2 separate regions of the Mus musculus genome follow, and region 2 is linked to region 1. The links are chromatin contacts, called in public Hi-C maps. All regions are on one chromosome and are shown on one strand. Each heading gives the region's core, a stretch centred on a gene start, on an enhancer-like site or on the middle of the called end of the contact. The rest is flanking DNA. Distances are from core to core; before and after follow the strand shown. Region 1 has its middle 19 kb from the start of Gm34428. Region 2 overlaps Asph (aspartate-beta-hydroxylase).

Region 1 (6,799 bases), core at 2,162-4,661:
ACAAGAAGCTGTCCCCTACTCTGCACTAGTTTGCTAAGGCTACCATTAGGAACTGCCGAGCTGGAGCCCGGCTTTGACTCTGCAGTGTCCCCCACTATCCTGGTACTATCCTGGTACTGTGTCCCCCACTATCCTGGTACTATCCTGGTACTGTCTTGGGAAGCTGCAAAGTAGCTACTGGAGACCAACCCTGAAAGTCATCCCTTCCTTCAGCCTCCTCCTCCGCTTCCTCATCCTCTGTCATATGAGGAACATCTGTCACATGCTGCAGCTACCACACCGGACTGCTCTATCCTACCCGACTCCGCCACCGTGAACTGGAACCCTCTGAGACAGGGAGCCAACACAAATCTTTCTTTCTATAAGATGCTTTGGCCTCAGCAACAAACACATTTGGCTTACACAATGGAAACTTGCTGCCTCACCTTCCAAAAGCCAAAAACCTGAAATCAACTCCGCAGCAGGGTTGTCTCCTTCTAAGAACACTAAGAGAATTTCTTGAGGCCACTTTCCTTAGCTTGTAGGTAACCATCTTCTCCCTCTGCCTCCACGCAGTTGTCTCTCTAAACATGTCTAAACTTCCCTTTCTTACAAGGGCACCATTCAGACTGGGTTGGAATGCGCTCTGATGACCTCATTTTAGCCTATCCGTCTCTATAAAGACCCTGTCTCAGATAAGGTCTCCTTCCAAGCTACCAAGGAGGAATTCAGCATGGGAATTGAGGCAGGGGATCCCATTTAGCTTGTAACATGTTCCTGAAGGTGTTCTGGTTTCAGAAAGCACAAAGTCACTTTGTTCCTGAGTTTCTCCATAAAGAGACAGACAAACAGGGAGTCTGAAAGGGCTCGTTTATGCCTAGGTTTCTTTGCCTCCTCTTTCAAGTAGAGAAAAAGAACTCAAATAAATGACTGCATAAGATTAGAACTAGCAGCTCACGACACCGAGGGACTGTGGAGGAACGCAGGGTCAGGATGAGGCTTCCGGATTAGCCCAAGGGCTGAGCAAGTGCGAGGCAGGAGCATGCCTCTCAAGGCAAGTGTGGAACCAAGGCCACTCTAATGACACTGTAATGACACTAAATGACATGGGCTACATACAACACCAGGAGCTGAGAAGGACTGGCCTTCAGTTAGCAGATGGAGGAAAAGCAGTTCAGCCTTGATGTCTAACAGATTCTTGTGTTGTTTCCTTTTGTTTCGTTTTGCCTTTTTACATCATTGTGCAGCTAGAGGAAGGTGCTCAGACCTTTAAGGATGGAGGCTGATCTCGATGACACATTCCTTTAACACTAGCACTGAGGACTAAGGCCAAAGGGTGGTGAGTTAAAGACCAGCTTGGGGCTATATTATGAGCCTCTCTCAAAAATTCTTAAGTAAGTAAATAATTGTATTATTGGGAACAAGACTACCTAGTACCATCTCTTCATTTTATGTCTGCGGTTGCTACTTCAATGTAATACAACAGAGGAATGCCATCAGCCCTCGGTCTGATTATTGCTTTCTTCCTAAGGGTGTAGGTCAGGTGAATACTGAACTCACTATAAAACCAACTTCCCACATTCTAGGATTGCTTGCAGACATGTGTTATCATGCCAGTTTGTATTGTATTATTTGTTTGTTTCTTTCTTGAGAGAGGAAGGGGTCTCATTCCATAGCTCAGGTGGACTTTAAACTCATAGCCAACCTCCTGCCTCAGCTTCCCAATATCTGGGTTTATAGGCATAAGCCGCCACACTCAGCCTTAATCTGATTTTCTTAAATATTTCCCTTTGTGTGATTTCTGTTCTCTATTAAATGTTATTTATTTAATGTGTAAGTCTGAGTCAAGCCCTCTCTTGTGTGGGGGTGTGGTGTGGGGGTGTGGTGTGGTGTGGGGGTGGGGGTGATGTGGGGGTGTGGTGTGGGGGTGGGGGTGATGTGGGGGTGTGGTGTGGTGTGGGGGTAGGGGTGATGTGGGGGTGTGGTGTGGGGGTGTGGGAAGTGCTTGAGTATTGCCGTGCAGGTGTGGAAGGTCAGAGAACAGCTTTGGGGAGTCTGTTTTTTCTTTCCACCATGTGGTACTCTGGAATCAAGCGCAGGGTCTTGGGCTTGGGCATAAGTGCCTTTGCCTGCTAAGCAGCCTCTCCAGCCCTGTTGCTGTTGCCGATACTGAGTTTTGTCTTTTGCTCGAAAGAATAAAACAGCCTTCAAAATCTCCAGAGATCCGTAACTTAACATGTACAGAATTATAAATTGTCTGACAACTTTTCCTGACATTTCTTTTCTGTGCAGACATGGAAAGTGTGTGCCTAGGAAAGAAGAAAGCAGGGGGATATGACGAGGAAAGGGATTTAATTTTAAGAAGAGAGAAGAGACTTCCACTTGAAGATGACAAAGAACGCACTGGCCACACAGGGGCAAGATGAAGTGGGAGTTTTTTAGAAGATATCACATCTTCTCTTTTGCTCTTTTGCAAGAGCTCACGATGGAGTGGAGTTAATCTTCATCGTTCTCCCGAGAAAGCACAAAATGAACCATCTTAAACTCAGGGAAAAAAAAAAAGCCCCCAACACCATCTGTTGCTCCGCTGAAGCGTTGTAGTGGGGGAGGGGACAAGCCAGTTGTTAAATGGGAAAGCAATCAGGCGCTCAGCTCCCCACACTGCCTTCTGCCTAGAAGCCAGGAAAGAGGTCCAACGAGAGGGTAGAGGATTCCTTTCCTGGGTGCCTGGATTATTAGCCATTGTACGTGGGTGGGTGCACTGGATTACAAACCAGGGTACGTGGGGAAAGACGTAGGTGGCACTTAACCGAAACGAGATAAGTCAAACCAAGGCGCCAAGGGCTGCTTAGGAAAGGATTTCCCTCCTTCAACCCCGATCAGTATCATCTGATGGTTGTTTACTTGTTAAACTATCGTTAGATTGAACATAAGTGTAAAAATAGTCTTAAAAACAAGGCGCAGCTCTCCATTATCCCAACAACACATGGCTTTGACTGTTTCAGAAAGGGAAATAAAATATTTAAAACAGGTTTTTATCTGGGCTGTGCGTCTAAACGTGCAACGGCCCCTTGGAACGGAGCCCTGGTGGAGCAGAGAAAAGCCGTGGGTTGTGGAGGGACGGCTGGCTTCCCGGTGATGTGGGACAAATGGCAGGTCAGTCACATCTAGTCGTTGATGGGGAATGAGAGCAGGCGTCCACTGACAGAAAACAAGCCTCCAGCCTCCACAGTCAGAGTCTCTCCGGGCTGTCCCCGTGCTTCAGGGTGACCCACAATAACAAAGCCCACGGGAGCAGTTTACTCAATAGCTTCGAGCATTGTCCTAACCGTGAATCTTTGCAGAGACTGAGACTTGGCCACCCTGGCAGTCGCGGCGACTCCCCCAACTCCGCAGCCCAGGGTTGGGCTGATACCTCGCGGCCGTGGTACTAGACGCTGCCGGAAGATGGCGCACGAAGATACCGACTCAATCGAGGGTGCCGAGAGCTACTGTGGACTGGGCGGCCGAAGAGGGATTTTGATTCATTAAAAAACATAAATTGTACTTGATGAACAACAATAATAATAATAAACTGACTACTGGATTCCACAGAGATGAATTTTTAAATCCCTGAAATCAAGTTATTTAAATTATTTAATTTAATTTGCTAAATTTCAGTAACTGCTATGTAATGGTGCATGCCGGGCGTTTAGGTTTTATAGCGTCTAAATGCTTCTCTTTACGGTGATTGCTGCAGTTGCACGGTCACCAGAGAACTCTGTCCCCATCTCCAAGCTGTGTAAACAAATTGAGGCGAGAGTAATTACACACTGAGAGGAAGGCAAGAAGAAGCCATGGAAGCCAGAGAGAGCCCCAGCGACAAAATAACACCTTAAAAGGGCTCAAAGATCAATGCTGGTGACTTTACTAAAATCATCCAGGGGGGCCAAACCTAAACTAAACAGTGCCTGGTGGTTCTTATAGCAGGATCTTCCTCTCAGGAAAATAAAATCTATAGTCACATTGATATTACACCTTAAACTGTTTAAGTTCGTGAATGTACATTTTAACTAGCTTCCCAGCTAGAAAATTTGTGCCCAGAAAAATCTAGAAACTTTGTTCCTCCTATGAGCAAGGAATGATTTCGGCAGCCAAATATAAGTCTTTTCATTAAAGGAACCCTCACATTCTCCTTTGTGAAGTTCCAACGTGCACGCCATATTTGCACGAACAGCTATGTCTAATTTGCACAAACAGGAAGTTGCACACGAATATATTATCTTAAATCTGTGTGTGTGCGCGCGCGAGCACATGCACACGTGTGTGCATATGGGGGTATACATGCTGTCTGCACACTACGCTTCTCCATTGTTTTCGGCATAACTGATTTTGGCACCAGCTCGTTAGCACTTTGGAAGGGCCTTCATTAGCACTGGGACAGTAGCCAAAAGGAATCCAGAAAAATCAACACATGGCTGCTCCTGTTCTCACGATAAACGACAGCTTTCCTGGAAAACAACAACATTCGAGAAGCAAAACAAAAACCCACAGCAACAAGAGCGCAACAACATGAACACAGGAAGTCAGACATCACCAACTAGGAGTTTTTTAATTTTTAAATTTATTTACTTATTCAGATTTTTTTTTTTTTTTACAATTCTGGGTACTCTCACCCAATTAAAGATATAAATAACAAAAGTACATTAGGAACCCAAGGGGAAGAAACTAGGCTTTGTAGTGGGGGGAGATGCTGGGAAACAGCCTGGCATTTGCGGCCACACCAACCCCCAAACCAAAAGTGGTCCACGGAAACTTCCATGCCTAATCCACGGTTCTTTGGAACCTGAGTTCTGACAAGAGCCCTTCTGGGAAAACAGAATTCCCCTCTTTGTGTGAATATCTCATCTCGAAACCGGTAGTAGGAAGTTGGGTTGCTCAGGTACTTTGATAGTATTCTGGGAAAACGGTGATATCTAAACTGGTCAAAACTGGTAGCAAACCATATAGCTTGTTAGCCTAATACAGGTCCTCACACTCATGCCGTAGCCAAAGCAGTAGCCAAATCATACAGGACGGTTCCTCAAAGGGTTAACTCTTTGCAAGTCAGCTGTCAAAAGGAAGCATGCTGGTCTTTTAAGACTCCATGGAGGCTTTGCCCTAGACTGCCCTTCCCACTGGGTCTCAAGAGAAGGCACCGGGCTTGGCCCCTCCTCCTTAGCCCTTTGCCCTCTCTGCCCTGGGTTTCTGTTAGAGTTTCTCAATTGTTTGCACTGAACTTTCTTGAAATTTCTCAAGGAAAGGGGAGAGAGGAACGAGAAGGCAGTGAAATAAAGGTAGAAAAAGTCCGGAGCATGCATTAGTCACGTGATCCAGAACAAGCCATGAATACACAAGGGCCAAGGGAAAGCAGTGTCTACCTGGAAGCCCTCAGTGTGGCACTCACTCAAGGTGGTACTCACTCAGGGTGGCACTCACTCACTTAGGGTGATACTGAGGGTGGCACTCACTCAGGGTGGTACTCACTCAGGGTGGTACTCACTCACTTAGGGTGGTACTCAGGGTGGCACTCACTCACTTAGGGCGGTACTCAGGGTGGTACTCACTCAGGGTGGCACTCACTCACTTAGGGTGATACTGAGGGTGGCACTCACTCAGGGTGGTACTCAAGTCCTGAGAAGAAAGGAAGCTGCCTGTGCATAAGTGGCAAGAAACCTGAGGAAGGCAGCCTACAAGTATGGCTCTGGAGGAATTCAAAATTCAGACCGAGCAGGTTGTGGGTCCCAGAAAAGAAGCTTCAGGCTCATTCATTCATTCATTCATTCATTCATTCCACAGGTATTTACTTATTTCTTCTGAAAAGACAGGCAGAGCTGAAGCATCAGGCACATCTTCTTCACATCCTGACTCACTCAAACCTTGGACACAGAATTAGAGAGACAGGGATAAAAAGGCTGCGAACCTGGGGACTGACAAGATCAAGTCCCAGAGTTGAGTATTTCTAAAGTGGTGTGTGTGTGTGTGTGTGTGTGTGTGTGTGTGTGTGTGTGTGTGTCTGTGTGTCTGTGTCTGTCTGTGTGTGTCTGTGTGTGTCTCTGTGTCTCTGTGTGTGTCTGTGTGTGTTTTATATTAGTGTGTGTGTGTCTGTGTTTGTCTGTGTGTGTCTGTATGTGTCTGTGTCTGTGTTTGTCTCTGTGTGTCTCTGTGTGTCTGTGTGTGTCTTAGTGTGTGTGTGTGTGTGAATGTGCATGTCTACGTGCGAGTGTGTGTTGTGTATGAGTTTGTCTGTCTATGAGTGTGTGTCTGTCTGTATATGTGACTGTGTCTCCCTGTGTAAGTATGTGTGTCTGTCTGTCTGTCTGTCTGTCTGTCTCTGTTTAAGTGCGTCTATTTCTGTTTGTCTGTGTCTGTCTGTGTGTCCCTGTGTGTCAATGTCTCTGTGTGTGTGTGTGTGTGTGTGTGTGTGTGTGTGTGTGTGTGTGTTCAGCACCTTAAACTGCCTGGAAGCAGCCTGCAGGCTGAGCACACACTCTCCCAGGAGCTGAGCCACAATTCCAAATCATAGCTGAAGTATCTGTTGACAACAGCTCATCCTTACAAATGGCTCCATCTCAGGATATTGCTGATAATTATTGTGAATACGCTCACACAGTCTCATGTCTGACAGAATGGTTTCACTTTCCAGCAAGGGCCAGAAAGCCAATTGAAAGATTTCCAAAATGAGGCGAGGTTCCAAGCAGATCTGAGGCTACTGCTCAAAAGCCTATTCAGTACCCTTCTCTCTTTCGTCTCCTCAAAGATGAAGTCTGAAGCTAGCTAGTGTCTGGCAGGGAGGCCAGTG
Region 2 (6,799 bases), core at 1,765-4,264, 540 kb before region 1:
TCTTACAGCAGCAGGAAAGATAACTAATACACCCAGTGAACTGCTTCTCCTCCAGTCTTAGCCATGGTCTTAACGGATGGATGTTGAGTGTCAACTGGAGACAAAATGAGTAAGATACTGCCCACAGCTGCTAACTGCCACTTATTCTCAATATTTAAGTTCCTTCTCCTCCTCCTTCTGAACAGCATCCCTTTAACAAATTTTGTCAGTTAAATGCAGCACTTCTAAGAAAGCCGTTTTTTTTCCCAAGCCTCTTTCTCCTTACATAGGTGTGGTTTCAATGGCTGAAAAATGATGGCTGAATAGTAAAAAAGACACTAAGTCCCTAGGAGATGCTAGAATGGTCACGTGCATAACGTAAACATTTACGTCATTGGAATTTGAAGTTTTTAAATTACCCATAACTGGATCTAACTGCTATAGGGATGTTGTGATACCCAGGATGGGTCTGATTGTGATATATAACCCAGTTCATAGAGATGTGGGATGACACAGCTTAGGGAACTACTAAAAAAAAAAAAAGTGAAAACAGGATTGCTCCAGACCTTTATCCTAAGGATGGAGGTTTGCAAACTGGAGATAAGGGATAAAGACAAGGGCGTTTTCTGTTCCCCACTCTCCAGGTCCTCTTGAGCAGGGCGGCTTGGCTGACTCAGTATTGACAGTGACCGGCATCTACCTCTGCCCTCGGTCTCTTAAAGACCTGGCCAATCCTGATCAATGTGGATCACATGAGACACTCTCTCATAAAGCTCAACTTATTCAATTTTTAAGATTTCCTTTATTCTGACATATATGTTTTATATTGGGGGCTAAAACACCTTTGTGTCTCTGTGATAGATATGGATCTTTAAAAGACCCCCTTAGCTACATTAGCACGCTAAGCAGCTAAGTTAGACCTCCATGCCAAGTAAATTGTGATTGAAGTAACCCATAGTCCAGGTCTCTGGATAACAATAGTTGACTGGATTCAGACAGTAACAGCAGTAGTTACACTTTTTACAGGCACTTCTACTCTGCCATGCGTGACGTGAGATACAGGAATCATTAGAGAGTGTCACTGATGAAAACAAAACTCAAAATCCAAAAAGTCTTCACCGTTAATAAAAGCCAACAGCATTAAAATGACTTTGTCTCAGAATGATTTATCAGGTTCACTGGTTTTCTGTGCACTTTATCCCACACTGGAAGATTAATGACGATCAACTGTGGGTCATACCTGTAATTCCAGCACCCAGGTGACTGTGGCAGAGCTATCATGAGGTTGAGGCAGCCTAGGTAGCATAGTAAGATCTTGTCTCCCAAATGAACAAACAAACAAACAAAATAGACAAATGACAAAAAAAGTACTAATAGGAACAGGAAAAGGACTGTTTTACTTGGAACTTGTAATTCTGTGACCGTGTTAGAAAATCAAATCTTATTTTTAGTTGTGAGTGCATGCTTTGCTTGTGTGTGCTCACACTTGCCTGTTCTGTGTGTAGAGGCCAGTGGTTGATGTCAGATGTCTTCTATCGCTTTTTACCTTATTTTTTTTTCAAAGTAAAATGTTATAGGATGATGATGATACTGACTTCTACTTTGATTACTTTCTTTTTTTTTTAATTAGATATTTTCTTTATTTACATTTCAAATGTTATCCCCTTTCCTGGTTTCCCCGCCGAAAATCCCCTATCCCCTCCCCACTGCCCCTCTCACCAACCCACCTACACCTGCTTCCTGGCCCTGACATTCCCCTACACTGAGGCAAAGAGCCTTTACAAGACCAAGGGCCTCTCCTCCCACTGATAACCCAGTAGGCCATCCTCTGCTACATATGCAGCTGGAATCATGAGTCCTACCATATGTACTCTTTGGTTGGTGGTTTAGTCCTTGGGAGCTCTGGGAGTGCTGATTAGTTCATATTGTTGTTCCTCCTATGGGGCTGCAACCTCCTTCAGCTCCTTGTGTCCTTCTCTAACTCCTCCATTGGGGACCCTGTGCTCAGTCCAATGGATGGCTGTAAGCATCCACTTTTGTATTTGTCAGGCACTGGCAGAGCCTCTCAGGAGACAGCTATATCAGGCTCCTGTCAGCAAGCACTTGTTAGCATCCACAATAGTGTCTGGGTTTGGTGATTGTATATGGGATGGATCCCTAGGTGGGGCAGTGTCTGGATGGTCGTTCCTTCAGTCTCTGCTCTGAATTTTGTCTCTGTTAATTCCTTCTATGGGTATTTTGTTCCCCCTTCTAAGAAGGATCGAAGTATCCACACTTTGGTCTCCTCTGAAATCTGGGGGTCACAAAATGGTTAGTCTGGCTGACCAGCAAGTCCCTGGAATCTGCCTGTCTGTCCACAGCACTGGGGTTGCAGGCATGGGCTGCTTTTGTATGACTGCTAGGTATCTAACCCCATGTCTGTAGTCTGCCAACCAAGCACTTTACCCTCAGGCTGTCTTCCCAACCCTGAGATGCCCAAATTTAAAATGGAATCAAATTATGTGTCTGCTTTAGATAGAATTGCTATATCAGTCTCTCTCCACTGGATGTCATCTTTCTCCACATATTCATATTCCAGAGCCTAAATCAAGTGAGAGCTACAAACCAAAGCAGTGCAGACAGTTGACTGGATATCACTCAAATGACTTTTTATTCCTCCATTCGTTCAACACTTATTCAGAATCTGCTGCCAAGCTCTCCTCTGTGCAAAACAGCAGATATATGCATTCACACACAAACACGAGGGGAAGGTATATAACAGGAAAAAAAACATTGTTTTTTCTTGCTCCTTACTGACCAGTCAGTAGAGATTAGAAGACTTCAGAGAGGGAGTTTTGTTCCTTCATGTTGGAGGAAAGTCTGAGGCTCACAGAGAATACTCTGAGGCCGAAAGGCATAGGTGCTCAATGCCCTTGAGTATTGGTTATTGATATTTACGGCTGAAGAATGTGAGGAGGGGGGCAGTGTTGGAGTGGGTAGATCAGAGCGGTTGAGAGTCCACAGAGAGCTTTGAAGGTCACAGCTAGGACTTCTGTCTGGTCTCCAGTAAGAAGGGAACCCAAGGGATTTGCTGTGTTTTCAGAGCCTCGTTCTGGCCAAGGGAGTGAAGACAGAAGCTGGGAAAGCAATTAGGAGACTACTGCAGACATCCAAGTGACCAACAACGACCAGGATTAGCAAGGAAGTTAAAGGGCCAGGGAGGGAGTGAGAGTGTGTGTTGTTAAATAAAATGGTGTTTTCATCGTGGGCATTTCTGTAATTTCCTTTGATTTAAACCAATACTCAATTATGTATATGTATATGTATATGTATATATATATATATATGTATATATATAATATATATATGTATATATAACCATACTCATTATATAGTATGCACAATTAGTGATGTGTTTTAACAATATATATTGTGAAGGCTTCTAAAAAGGCATTTAGAAGTTTTCTCTTTATAGTATTTTAAGAATAAACAGCACTCCAGCAAAACACCAGATGGCAGTAGAAAATAAGTCATATTTTTGCTACCAAAATAAAAAAATCACATTTGTAGTGCAGCTTAACGAAAAGGCCGAGGCAGGCAGCTAAGTTGTGGCAGTTTGGCACAACCGGAGCCTTTTGTGGAGAGTTTCTGCTCTTTTGGATAAAGGGAAGGAAAAATAAAACTGACAGGAAGAAGAACCAAGCCTCGCGCTGCTGGCTTATGCTTCTGAGATTGTGTGTGTGTGTGTGTGTGTGTGTGTGTGTGTGTGTATGTGTGTGTGTATGTGTGTGTGTGTGTGTGTGTGTGTGTGTGTGTGTGTGTATGTGTGTGCGCATGTGCGTGTGTGTGGTTAAGGGTGCATGTGTTTGTGTTTGTGTGTGTGAGTGTGTGTGTGGTGTGTGTGTGCATGTGTGTGTGTGGTGTGTGTGTGTGTGTGTGTGTGTGTGTGTGTGTGTGTGTGTATGTGTGTGCGCATGTGCATGTGTGTGGCCAGGGGTGCATGTGTGTGTGAGTGCATGTGTGTGTGTGTGTGTGTGGCGGGGGGATTTTATGGGTAACTATGTTACATGTATGCTAGACTTTGGGTTAATATCTCACTAGTCTCCGAGTTTTAGTTCTTGCTACCTTTTTCTTTGCCCTTTAGCCTGCTGTTTCTACAGTATCTTTAATTAAGTTCACTGGGCTTTCCACTGCGGCATGCATGGCTGGAACACTCCACCTTGGAGCAGAAACAGTCTTCTAAGAACAGCACCTGTCAGTCTCTGCCTGCCCTTGCTCCTTCCCTGTTGACTTCAAAAGCCGTTTAAAAATATTTTGATGACATTCCATCAGTTTAATGAAGTGCTTATCCCAATACGTTTAGTATTTGGCCGGCTGAGCATCTCAATGTGAGCTTCCCTGGCTGAGCCCCTCACCCGTGTGTTTTTACTCACTTTTCCTTGAACCACTGGACTACCTTTTCTTGTTGATTTTAGTGATGTTGATAATAGCTCCTCACTGCGTTTTGACAGTGTCTTTCCCTGATTTTTTTCTTTACATATCACCTTCATGTATGATGCCGCAAAGATGAAGTGTTTGTATAAGGTCGGCACACAGATGCATGTGTACAAGAAGCAATTGCATTCTCTACTGCACTAGAGAATTTAGACTGGGTGTGATGCTATCGCATACGTCTCTATTCCATAGCAACAGAGTATACACAAAGACACTAACAGGCTTGATGAACTAGGAAGCATGGGAGTGAGAAGTGTGGTACTTCCCTTTATAATCACCTATGGAGACAAGAACGCACACTTGGCTATGAAGATACCAGTCACGAAGGGGCGATCAGCCCACCTATGTGGATCCTTCACCTCGTATGCATGAGCTCAGTCAAGGCTTCTCTGCCCTGAAGGGACACACTGTCACTCTATGTGGTTTAGCTGCTCACGACATGCTTTCGCTCACTGTCTCTAGCAGTCCAAAACTACAAGGTACTCTTCGTTATTAGTGCCTGCATCCGATCTGGGATTCCTTGTGCTGCCTGGTGCTTCAGTTCAGACCACATCCCTTGGTCTGAGTGATCTGCCCATATTACAGAAGAGTGAGGTAGAAGTAGCGCGTTTAAAGCAACTCAGTCTGAAAGCTTTGAAAAGTAATCTCAATACTAGCCTGCAGCTGCGACAAGAGGGTCTGAGATGACTGCCGTGCAAGATTTATTATCGTCATTACACTCAACAGCCACGGTAGTGTCAGTGCCTCCTAAAATACATCGGCGGTTATTGTCTGATTACTTCTACCGATAAGTTAATTATAGGAGATTTCTGACTCTTACATAACTGATTTAGAGAGAAGTTTAATTACAGCAATTTCTGTGATTTAAATAAGCTCAGCATATATTACCAGTCTCAGCGAGCATAGTAGAGGTTCTTCAGCTGTGTTGAAATACGCATTTGCTTTGTTTTTAGTTTTCATCGCAGGATTTTAGCACTACTGTAGGTCACGTGACAAACCAGGACACCTGTTTCCACCAGAGTGCTGCCTCTGTCAAGCACTCTGCAGGACCGTAATAGCAACTTCCTCCTTATCATTAAAATCCCATTCCAGTGTTTCCCAGTGAGCTCTCTACATTTGCCAAGACTAATTTGTGTAATGATTGTGACAATGTGGGCAGGAAAGGAAAACAGGCTTCTCAAGGGGAGAAAAAGAAAACGTTGGGGTATTTTAAATGGTCTGTTAGCATCTTGATTTTTTTTTTAAATCGATGAGAATTGTGACATGCTAAACCAGAGTAACTCACATGACTTTATCACCATTCTATCAGTATATTTAGTCAATTAAAGGTTAACATATTAGTTATGGATGCCTAGACTAACTTAAAATTAAACTTGTAAGAAAATGTGCTATAAATAGAATGATGGGTAGTTTATTTAAATCAGATGTAGAATTAGCAGCGTTAACGTTAGTTCAAAAGGGACAGTGAGAATTACTTTATTCAGCATGCCATAGGCTTTTTCCCGTAGTGTTTTCTATTTTATGGTTCTACAGGTAGCTTCTGATGGCATTTATAGTAACTAACTCTTACCATATAATTTTATATTTCCCTTAAACATAAACATTTTATTTACACTAGACAGTGCACAGTCTGCTTTTATCTGTGGTTTTGCATACTCACGGTCAATGATGCCCACATGCATTAATCACTGCCGTCTGAAGGTCACTGTGCACCAAGGTCTAAAAGAGTCACCTCACTTCAGCTCATCACCTGGGTACCGGCTCAGCGCACATCATCCCGAGAACAGTGTAGTACGCTAAGATATTTTGGTAAAGAGAGAAAGAGAAAAAGCCCATTGCCATAAGATCTATTATAATACATGGCTATACTTGTTCTGTTTCATTAGTCCTCTTTGTTAGCCCATTAGTGTGACTGTTTGTGAGTTACACTCAAAAATGGAAGTTCACATACAGACAAAACATTCTCTATGGGGTGAGCTGTGTCTGCAGCTTCAGGCATCTGCTGGGATGTATCCCCTGTTGGTAAGGTCATGCTAGTCACTCCAATCATTGACAAAACACACATGATGCTGGCTGTTCTGCTCTGGGCATTCTATTTCATTCTTCCTGGGAAGAAATCTGTCTGCCACCTTCTGTAGCACCGTGAAATGTCGAGCACACATCCTTTTATTAGAACAACACTTCTTTCCGCACCTCTTTGGCCCTTCATCTGTCTCACCTACAGATCTCACCCTTTCTCTTCCTTTCCTGTGCCTCTCAAAACTGTACCAGAAGAAAGGGAGAATGGTTTGAGAAATTCCCAGCTGCCGTCCTCATGTCCTCTAACCTCAGACGGTAGTAGCTTCAA

Evidence for each region. A called contact is a pair of places that touch in the nucleus more often than the background predicts.
Region 2: a Hi-C map of cortical neurons shows a contact between it and region 1, with 4 times the contacts expected there. The contact joins two enhancer-like sites. A contact is called at or near these places in 2 of 484 Hi-C or Micro-C datasets (both in cortical neurons).

Annotation. Positions count from the first base shown.
Region 1 is chr4:9,024,568-9,031,366 of GRCm38.p6, reverse strand. No RefSeq gene overlaps it. Among named protein-coding and RNA genes, the nearest start is that of Gm34428, 19 kb to the right of the region's middle. Within about 2 kb of position 3,411, at least 164 of the 459 cell types and tissues checked have an H3K27ac peak or open chromatin away from gene starts, as enhancers often do. A contact at or near this core is called in cortical neurons, where this site is marked.
Region 2 is chr4:9,559,521-9,566,319 of GRCm38.p6, reverse strand. All of the region lies in intron 13 of Asph (aspartate-beta-hydroxylase), which reads left to right. Among named protein-coding and RNA genes, the nearest start is that of Asph, 110 kb to the left of the region's middle. Within about 2 kb of position 3,014, at least 15 of the 459 cell types and tissues checked have an H3K27ac peak or open chromatin away from gene starts, as enhancers often do. A contact at or near this core is called in cortical neurons, where this site is marked.